Regions from separate parts of the Hordeum vulgare genome. Here region 1 is linked to region 2. Evidence: chromatin contacts called from public Hi-C data. All regions are on one chromosome and are shown on one strand. The core of a region is the stretch at or near the end of the contact, and the rest is flanking DNA. Distances in the headings are between cores, read along the strand shown. Region 1 holds the start of LOC123444039 (CTD small phosphatase-like protein 2). Region 2 has its middle 200 kb from the start of LOC123440071.

The links. Hi-C and Micro-C count contacts between places; a contact is called where the count stands out from the background.
Region 1: a Hi-C map of leaf shows a contact between it and region 2, with 2.3 times the contacts expected there. The contact joins the promoter of LOC123444039 here to the enhancer-like site in region 2. A contact is called at or near these places in 2 of 6 Hi-C or Micro-C datasets (leaf and seedling).

What each region holds. Positions count from the first base shown.
Region 1 is chr3H:416,352,634-416,356,740 of MorexV3_pseudomolecules_assembly, forward strand. LOC123444039 (CTD small phosphatase-like protein 2) reads right to left here and starts at 2,157. Exons shown (of 8, transcript XM_045120640.1): 1 at 1,985-2,157; 2 at 1,143-1,229; 3 at 1-150. The coding sequence starts at 119.
Region 2 is chr3H:415,815,830-415,819,878 of MorexV3_pseudomolecules_assembly, forward strand. No RefSeq gene overlaps it. Among protein-coding and RNA genes, the nearest start is that of LOC123440071, 200 kb to the left of the region's middle. Within about 2 kb of position 2,217, at least 1 of the 3 cell types and tissues checked has open chromatin away from gene starts, as enhancers often do. A contact at or near this core is called in leaf, where this site is marked.

The DNA of each region.
Region 1 (4,107 bases), core at 907-3,406, 540 kb after region 2:
GCCTGCTCGAACTCATCAACTTGGGAAGGCGAGATTTTCACCGATTTCATGGATTTGATGTCAAACTCACTCCCGAAAATGTCATCATCAAACTTCCTCTTCATTCTCAGTGCTGGCATCTTGATCAGCAGTTCAGACTGCCAAAACTGTCTGCACATCCATTACAGAAGTTACAAAATACGACTTTAAAGAAGGAAGAAAACACTGAGGCCCAACATTCAGAGATATACAAGGAAACAAAACCATAATAGTTTAATGAATACATGCCGTGCCAACATTTTTACCTACCCTGTCGGGTTACTTGGGAAAAAGGGGAAAGAACACTTCTGCCTTCCTTATTCAGCATGGACTACGAAGTGTATAATGTGTACTGATATTAAACAAAAACCTAAACCCATGGTATTTTGCAGAATAAAGTAAGAAAAAAGAGTCATCGAGCTTCTGTGACATATACACACCTAAAGCAAACAGACCTCATCAGTGACTATACTAAGATGGCGCGTAGGTCTGATGTTACTTGGAAGTATTCAAGTAATGCATGTGCAGCAATAGTATTCATCTGACAGCATGTTAGTGACCCAAGCAGCACAGACATGGCACAGTGTCCTCTGGTGAGCTAATATTGTGTACCACTCCAATTCTCCTTTACTTACCCTCCTAGTACATACAAATAGAGCAATGCCAACAATATGTGCGCAACAAACAGATTTAACATAAAAAGCATCCTGTGCTTCCAATTTTTGTCACAATCTTCAGTACAAACAATACGAGAATACCAAAAGGCTAATGCACATTGCAATTTTTCCCACACCATAAAACCTTCAGCATTGTGCAACATTGCTTGTGCCAATTGTGGACAGGATTGATAACATAACCAGAACCCCAAAAGTCCTGCCTCTGAGTTGCTGTCTCACACAGTTTGCACAAGCAAACACATAAACCTAGAAGTGTAACGTACTTGTGTTCTAGTATTAATTACTAATGTTGAGAAGCATCAAAGGTAAGAAAAAAGGATGCATGAGAATAAGAGATTTCAGGACAAAATCATCTGTGTTGCCAACATATACTACAGCAAAAGAATTACTTTTGGAGCTAGGTCGACGGAAAAAGGCTCTAGCAAAATAACAAAGGGCATCCAATACCTAAGTTATGTTTTAGACGGAAGGCTTGGAATGAATCTGACTTTGAATTGATAAAAGCCATAGTCGGTCAAGGAGTACAACACGGATCTACAAAGGCAGCAAAACATCTAGGTTAAGCAACAACAAGGTAAGATGGCGTAAACTAAAACGAGAACCCAAACCCAAAAGGAGAAGAACAAGTAAATTTAGACGGAGGGAAATATTTCCATAAAATTATTTCTTTGACTGGAGGGATGTTCCCACTACTCCAATTGAAGGGGGTAACCAAAGAACAGCTGAAAAAACTGAAATTACAACAAGCAAACCCTACAAGTAGTGACTTGAAAACACTCAGATCGCCGCCGTGCATTAGAACCCGACAAACTGTCGAGTGGAATTAGAGATTTAGCTAGAAATTGCAAGCTGGGTGCGATTCCGGCAGAAAGAACTAGTGCCAAGGTAGCGAAAGCAAAGCAGCAGAGTCCAACCCGACGGAAGAAAAAATAGAAATCCCCAACCAGAAGGAAGGTGGAAGGGTTTCCAGACAAGCATCGCCAACTATCGTACTCTAGCGAGTGCGGAAGAATCAAAATCTCGCGTGTTTCTAGTCGGATTTAGGACCGGGCGCTTCAAATTCCCCAACTTACTTCCCGAAAAATCGACCAAAACCCAAACCCCCCGGCCAGGAGAGGGCGCGGGAATCAACCCCCGCGGCGTCCGCGAGCCGAAAACTCGAGACGAGCCCCCAGCACGCTATACGAAGACGAATTCCTACCGAATCGAGCAGAGCTACTGCCAGCCGCTAAACATCCATCCCTAACCGCGCCGGGGCGAATCCAGGAGAGGAATTCCGCGGAGCTTACCGAGGCGATGCTGGCGCGGGTAGCTCCGGCGCGTCCTCCCTCTCTCCCTCTCTCTCGGCCTCTCCCGGAGGCGGAGGCGGACGGAGGAAGAGAGGAGGGGGGGGGGGGGGGGAGACCGGTGCGCGCAGGCAGGCAGAGAGGAGGGGAAGACGCACCGGAATCACAAGAGGGGAGAGGAGAATTATGAGGGCTCGGTCTCCGATTTGGTATAGCCCGTCTCCACTCGTCTTCGACCGGCTCGCTGGCCGGTGGGCCGCGCGCGCGGTCCGGGCCCACTTGTCATGCCGCCAGAGACAGCTGTGGCCGGCCGTGTCGAGCCCCCCGACTCGATCGCCTTCGTACGCGCCGCGGCTCGCCACCCGCGAGGCTTTTTCTTCAGGTGGATGACGCGCGGGGCCAGGGCGATGCTGGTTCGGGGTGTCAGTGACGGAGGGGCTGCGGTGAGATGTGCGGGTGGGATTACGGCGGTGTGAGAGGAGGGGCTTGCGGCTTGGTGTGGGCTTGTCAGGGCCGACATGTCATAGGGAGGGTTGCGTGTCGGGGTTGGTGAGCAAGGGTCAAAGCCGGGAGGGCACACGGACGGTGCGGATGGAGGGCCGGGGCCGCAGAGGCGGGATCCCAGCCGTTGGGTGCCCGGGTGACTGCGATCTGAGTCATCCTTCTTCTCGCCCGTCGCCTCACCGTCGAGGAAAAGATAGGCGGTGCGCTGCGGCCTGTCGCACTCGCACGCTCACGCGCGCGCACCCGCCCCGCCATTCCGAATGTTTCCCGCCCCGTCGTGAAAAACGCCCACGACTGAATGGGCTGTGAGTGCTATGTTATGTCCTCAATATATTCAACTGATGTCAAAAAAAAATTCTTGAAAAAAATCCAGATTATTATGAACATTCATGAGAAGTATATAAAAACACCTTTATAAACATAATACAAAAATTTACAAGACCTATGAACCACTCAACGGGCCGCTGACGTGTTATTGCCGTCGTTCTTGTACCGGAGCATGCCTCGTCGATGACAGTCGAGAAGTTGTCCCCGTTAAAACGTTGAACCGATGTGAAAAATCTTACACCAAATCTTGTCGTCGTGTACGTACGAGAAAGCCTAACCTCGGTACCTCGAGGAGCTGACAGAAATCTACGCCACGGCTCCCTTTAATCCGCCAGCAGCCCGTAAGAGTGTCTCAAGCTAACTAAAAATTCAATAGTTTTATTCTTTTTGTCACTGGTAGGAAAACTCCTTATAGGATTATGGGATTTTAGAACTAGCAACGTACGTCCAAAACCGAACACGTTCGTTGACTTGTCTAGCCACCAGCGAAGTTGAGGAAAAGAGTGAATGCCCGTGTCTTGTAGACATTAGCGACGTCCTTCCGGTTCAAACGTTGATATAGGGCCTCCCACACTAGCGGTCGTCTTTCCTTTGCTCTACAAACACTCAAAACAAAAAATAGGACGGTGCAGGATGCGCTCCGAGATGAAAATCAGTTTAACGATTTGAGACATGGGGACGTGTTGCCCCTAATATCGGATTTTACTCTCCTATATCGTATGATCACTAATGCGACAACGGGGATTAGGGAGGGAAGCAGATACCAAATCTGCTGGAACCTCAAGACAAAAGGAAAATACACGGCTAGCTGAGCATACAGTGCTCAATTTCGGGGTAGAGTACAAACAGACTAGGAACAACTCGTTTGGAAGTCCAAGGTATCGGGAAACATCAAGATCTTCGCTTGGTTGCTAGGGTAAAAACGCCTGTGGACAAATGACGGCTTGCAAAGGCGGGGTTGGCCTAATAACAGCTATTTCTGTCCTCTATGCATGTGTAACCTGGAGACAGCGCAACATCTTGTATGTGAATGTCCAATCTCGAGAGAAATGTGGAGAAGGTTGTGTTGAAACTATGCCCTAGAGGCAATAAAAAAATAGTTATTATCATATTTCCTTGTTCATGATAATCGTTTATTATTCATGCTATAATTGTATTGATAGGAAACTCAAGTACATGTGTGGATACATAGACAACACTGTGTCCCTAGTGAGCATCTACTGGACTAGCTCGTTGACCATGGCAAAGGTTTCCTAGCCATAGACATGAGTTATCATTTGATAATGGGATCACAT
Region 2 (4,049 bases), core at 967-3,466:
GGTTCTTCCCAGGTCCTAAGACAAGGGGGGATTGGTGATTCACTTGGGGAATCTTTCTCCCTTAGGAGGTCTGGGTGATTTATGATGAGATCATTCTACCTTAGGAGGCCATGATAATCTAGAGAGATCATTGTCCCTTAGGAGGTCTTGATCTCTAGGAGGAGGTACAAGGAGCAAAGCTATCTCAATATCTTTAAGCTTACTTTTCTAACCCTAGAAAGTAGGAGGGGATGGGGTATTTATAGTGCTAGGGGCGAAAGGGTCAGGATCATAAAGGAATGATATGGCGTGTGCCCAATAGCTGCTCGCAGGAAGTGGGCCGGATGTCCAGGTCGTTGTCGTAGGGCCAAATGTCTGGGAGTAGTCGAGACGTCCGGGTTGGCTGGTCGAAGCTCCTGTTGCTTTGGTAGGATTTACAGTCGGGTTCCGGATATCCACGCACTTGTCTAGGGGTCATATGCGTGGACCAAGGGTAGGATGTCCGGCCGTTGAAGCAACCTTTCATCTTCTTCACGCTTTTCTTCCGTCTTCATTTCCATGCCTCTATCACAAATGGTGTAGGTGTACTCTTGTGTTTGGACTCCTCGTCGACAAGTGTGAAGCTCCGCTCAAATCTATTCATGTATACCACAGGATGATTAAGTAGTATACCATTCAAGAGGGGATCAAGTAGAAGGAAACTGAAACATCGGCACACACACATTGTGCCTGTTTTTTCTTAAGTTAAAAACAATTACAGCTTGAAAAAATCCAAATTTTTGTGCGCATACAAGTATAGCAGTGCAGTATAATAAGCCCACATTTCAGCAATATACATGCTTGCATGTCAAAGATAAAAAAACAAAATACATACAATTTTACGGCTTGTGTTTTGTTGTTTTTGGGCAAAAATTTCATATGTTTTGTGTGATACACAATACAACGTATCATTAAACGGAATTTCACAAATACTTAGGCTGGCCATATAGTGGGGGTATCATAGCTAGTACCATATCCTTGAGACTAGCAAACATGCTGATGTAATAAATAATTAAAAAAGAGGATTAGAGTAACATAGATAGATATCGTATCATGTTAAATGCTATGCTAATATGTGTCATGCATGTCAATAAATGAGATCATCTATAATACTACCTCCGTCACGGTTTAGAAGGCACAATTAAATTTACGTGCATTTCCACAATAGACAAAGTTTAAGGCGTATTGCATTTACTCATATCTTCTAATTAGTACTCAATTGTACTAATTTTATATGCATGCATAGTGTGAATGCTATTTTTTAACTCATTTCACAGCCAATTAATAATCACCTAGGTTTTAGAGAATTTCCATGCACGCCTTCTAAACCGTGATGGTGGGAGTACTACTTTATGATGTTATGCACTATGAAGGTAATATCATACAATATTATAATATATATGATAACACTATATGATACTCTCCACTATGAATAATCTTAGACCACATGCATGCGTATTCATGTAAAAGATTTATTATTATTTAAATCTTTTAAGCACCTTTTTTGAGGAGTTCAAAATAGAGTGGTCCATTGCTTCGTGCACCAAAAATCCGTTGTATCACATAGCACATATAAAAAAGAAGATTTACCTTTATATATACGAAGATTTACCTTTATATATTGGGTATTAAAGAGTTAAATATGAGGGATAGCTTAGCTCCATACATTTTATTTTAATTTCTCATATTTCAGGAGGTAAGATTTGAGAAGAATTTGAGGGGATCTTTTGAGCCCTAACCCACCCAATCTAGCTAGGAGTTGCCATTTCCTTTTTCGTTTCTCTTTGCCTGATCAAAAGCAAACTGTTTTTACTTGTAAATCTTAATCTTCGGCCCTGCTTTGCTTCCTCCACACGGTGGTTGCATGTTAGGCCAACAATCCACCGGCGTGGATGAACTCCTTCACCAAGCAACCAAGAAAAGAAAAGAAAATTCTCGAGAATGAAGTGCACGCATGTGGCAGACAAGATTACACGTCGCGCGTATGTAAAAGCAAGCACGCTTTGCAATTGGATTGCAAAGCGTACGCGGATGGGATGGTTATGGGCTACGTACGTGGCAACCGTATCCGTTGATTTGCTTTCGATAAATCGTTTCCATTATTATTGGTCTCATCATTGAGGCGAGACGGACGACCAGTGTGGCACACGGCCTCGAGTCGAGCAAGGGTAATTTCATGTGTGGTCTATGCCGTGATGCGCTGCCCGCATAAGTTTCCTACACGTTGTTGTCATCCTAATTACGCTGACTAGTGACCTCTATACGGCTATACACGTGTGCCGCTTGTTTCTCATTATTCACATCCCTTTCTCATAAGTAGCGAGTACTTCCGAGCAATCACCACACAAATCATGCATGGTCGACAGCAAAATTGCATGCTTGGACTGTAAGGATGAATACCTCTTCAAACAAAATCGTCATGATTGACAGTAACCAAGGGCTTGTTGGAATGAAGAATTGGTACCAGATTTTGAAGAAATTCGATTACCACCGTGTTGCTTACTTGTACTAAAGATGAAATAGGAAGATGTGTTCCCAGAATGGACGAGATACGAGTAGAGAAAGAGAAGTTAGCAAAGTTTGGCAAGACTGAAATGGACATAAGAACATGAACATGTATTGATGTACTCCGTTTGTTTCAAAATAATTGTCTTAACTTTGTATTAGCTCTAGTACAAAATTGTATTAAGTTTAAGACATTTATTTTAAAACAAAGGGAGTACCACATCGGCTAATGCTTCCATGTTGACGCGATGTATTTCATCAGTTGACCGAAGACTTTATTGTTGGTGTGTCGATCCATCCATCACGAATTAATATAAATGCCGGTTCAACATGAACTTTTAAGAAAAAACAGGCAAAAGATTTGCCACGTATATCAATTAAGAGAGAATAGAGTTTGTGTTCCAAACACCCCCATAAAATACAAGAAAGAATCACTCTCCTAGCATGATGGACCCTAGTTTTCTAGCTGTGGCGGCGACCCAAAATGATGCCTCGCTTTTGATGTTGTCGAAAATAACCGTAGGTGGAGCGGCCTTGTTGCGGAAGACGCGTGTGTTTCTTTCGTTCCAGATCGCCCACGTGATGAGCATGGTGAGCAAGGCCATGGCCTTCTAGCTGGGGACGGAAGTGCGAGTCTACCCAAGCCACCAATCTAAGGTGGAATGCCTCAAGGGCCAAGTGGAGGTATCAACGTGAATGAGTTGCAACCACACCTTGATCAAGCCCCATAATCGAATGGTGAACCGACGTTTGAAGAAGAGATGGTCAACCGATTCATTCTCACGAATGCATAAGCGGCACGTGCCATAGTTTGACCAACCACACTTGGCCATTTGATCCGAGCTCCAGACTCTATTTTGGATGGCCAGCCAAGCAAAGAACATTAACTTGGGTGGAACCGAGATTTCCCACACTGCATGCTCCAAGGGAGAGCGAATGAGGCCAAGAAATTACGCTTTATAGGCGGACTCCACTGTGTAGAGGCCACTAGCAGAATGCTTCCAAACAATGCCGTCTTCAATATCCTCTTGCACGTGGAAATCCCGGAAGGTGGCCCAAGGCTCGAGGAATTGCCTGAAGTGTTCTATGGAGAAGCTGGACGACATCTGGATCTTTTTAACCCAAGCATCATCCTTTAGTGCTTCCCGCACCTTCCAATTCTTCCTTGTTGATGTCGCGTAGACGAGAGAGGCCATGTCCATGGGTTTGTGGTTGTGACCCATGGAGAGTCCGAAAAGGGAGTGCACGCGCCACTGCCCACGACAATAGTTGAGGAGGCATAGAAGAAGTTGTAGTCTGCATCACGGCATGGGTTGCCCACACGAACCCACATCTTCGTTGGCTCCTTCGACTCAAACCAAATCCAATGAAGCCTAAGCGTCCTGGCAAATTTCTCCGTGTTTAGCACTTCAAGACCCCCATTGGAGTTTGGACAGCAAAAGGTGTCCCAATTAACCTTGCATTTGGCCCCGATGGTCTTGACCGTTCCTTCCCAAAGGAACGCTCGCCCAAAAATGTTGAGATTT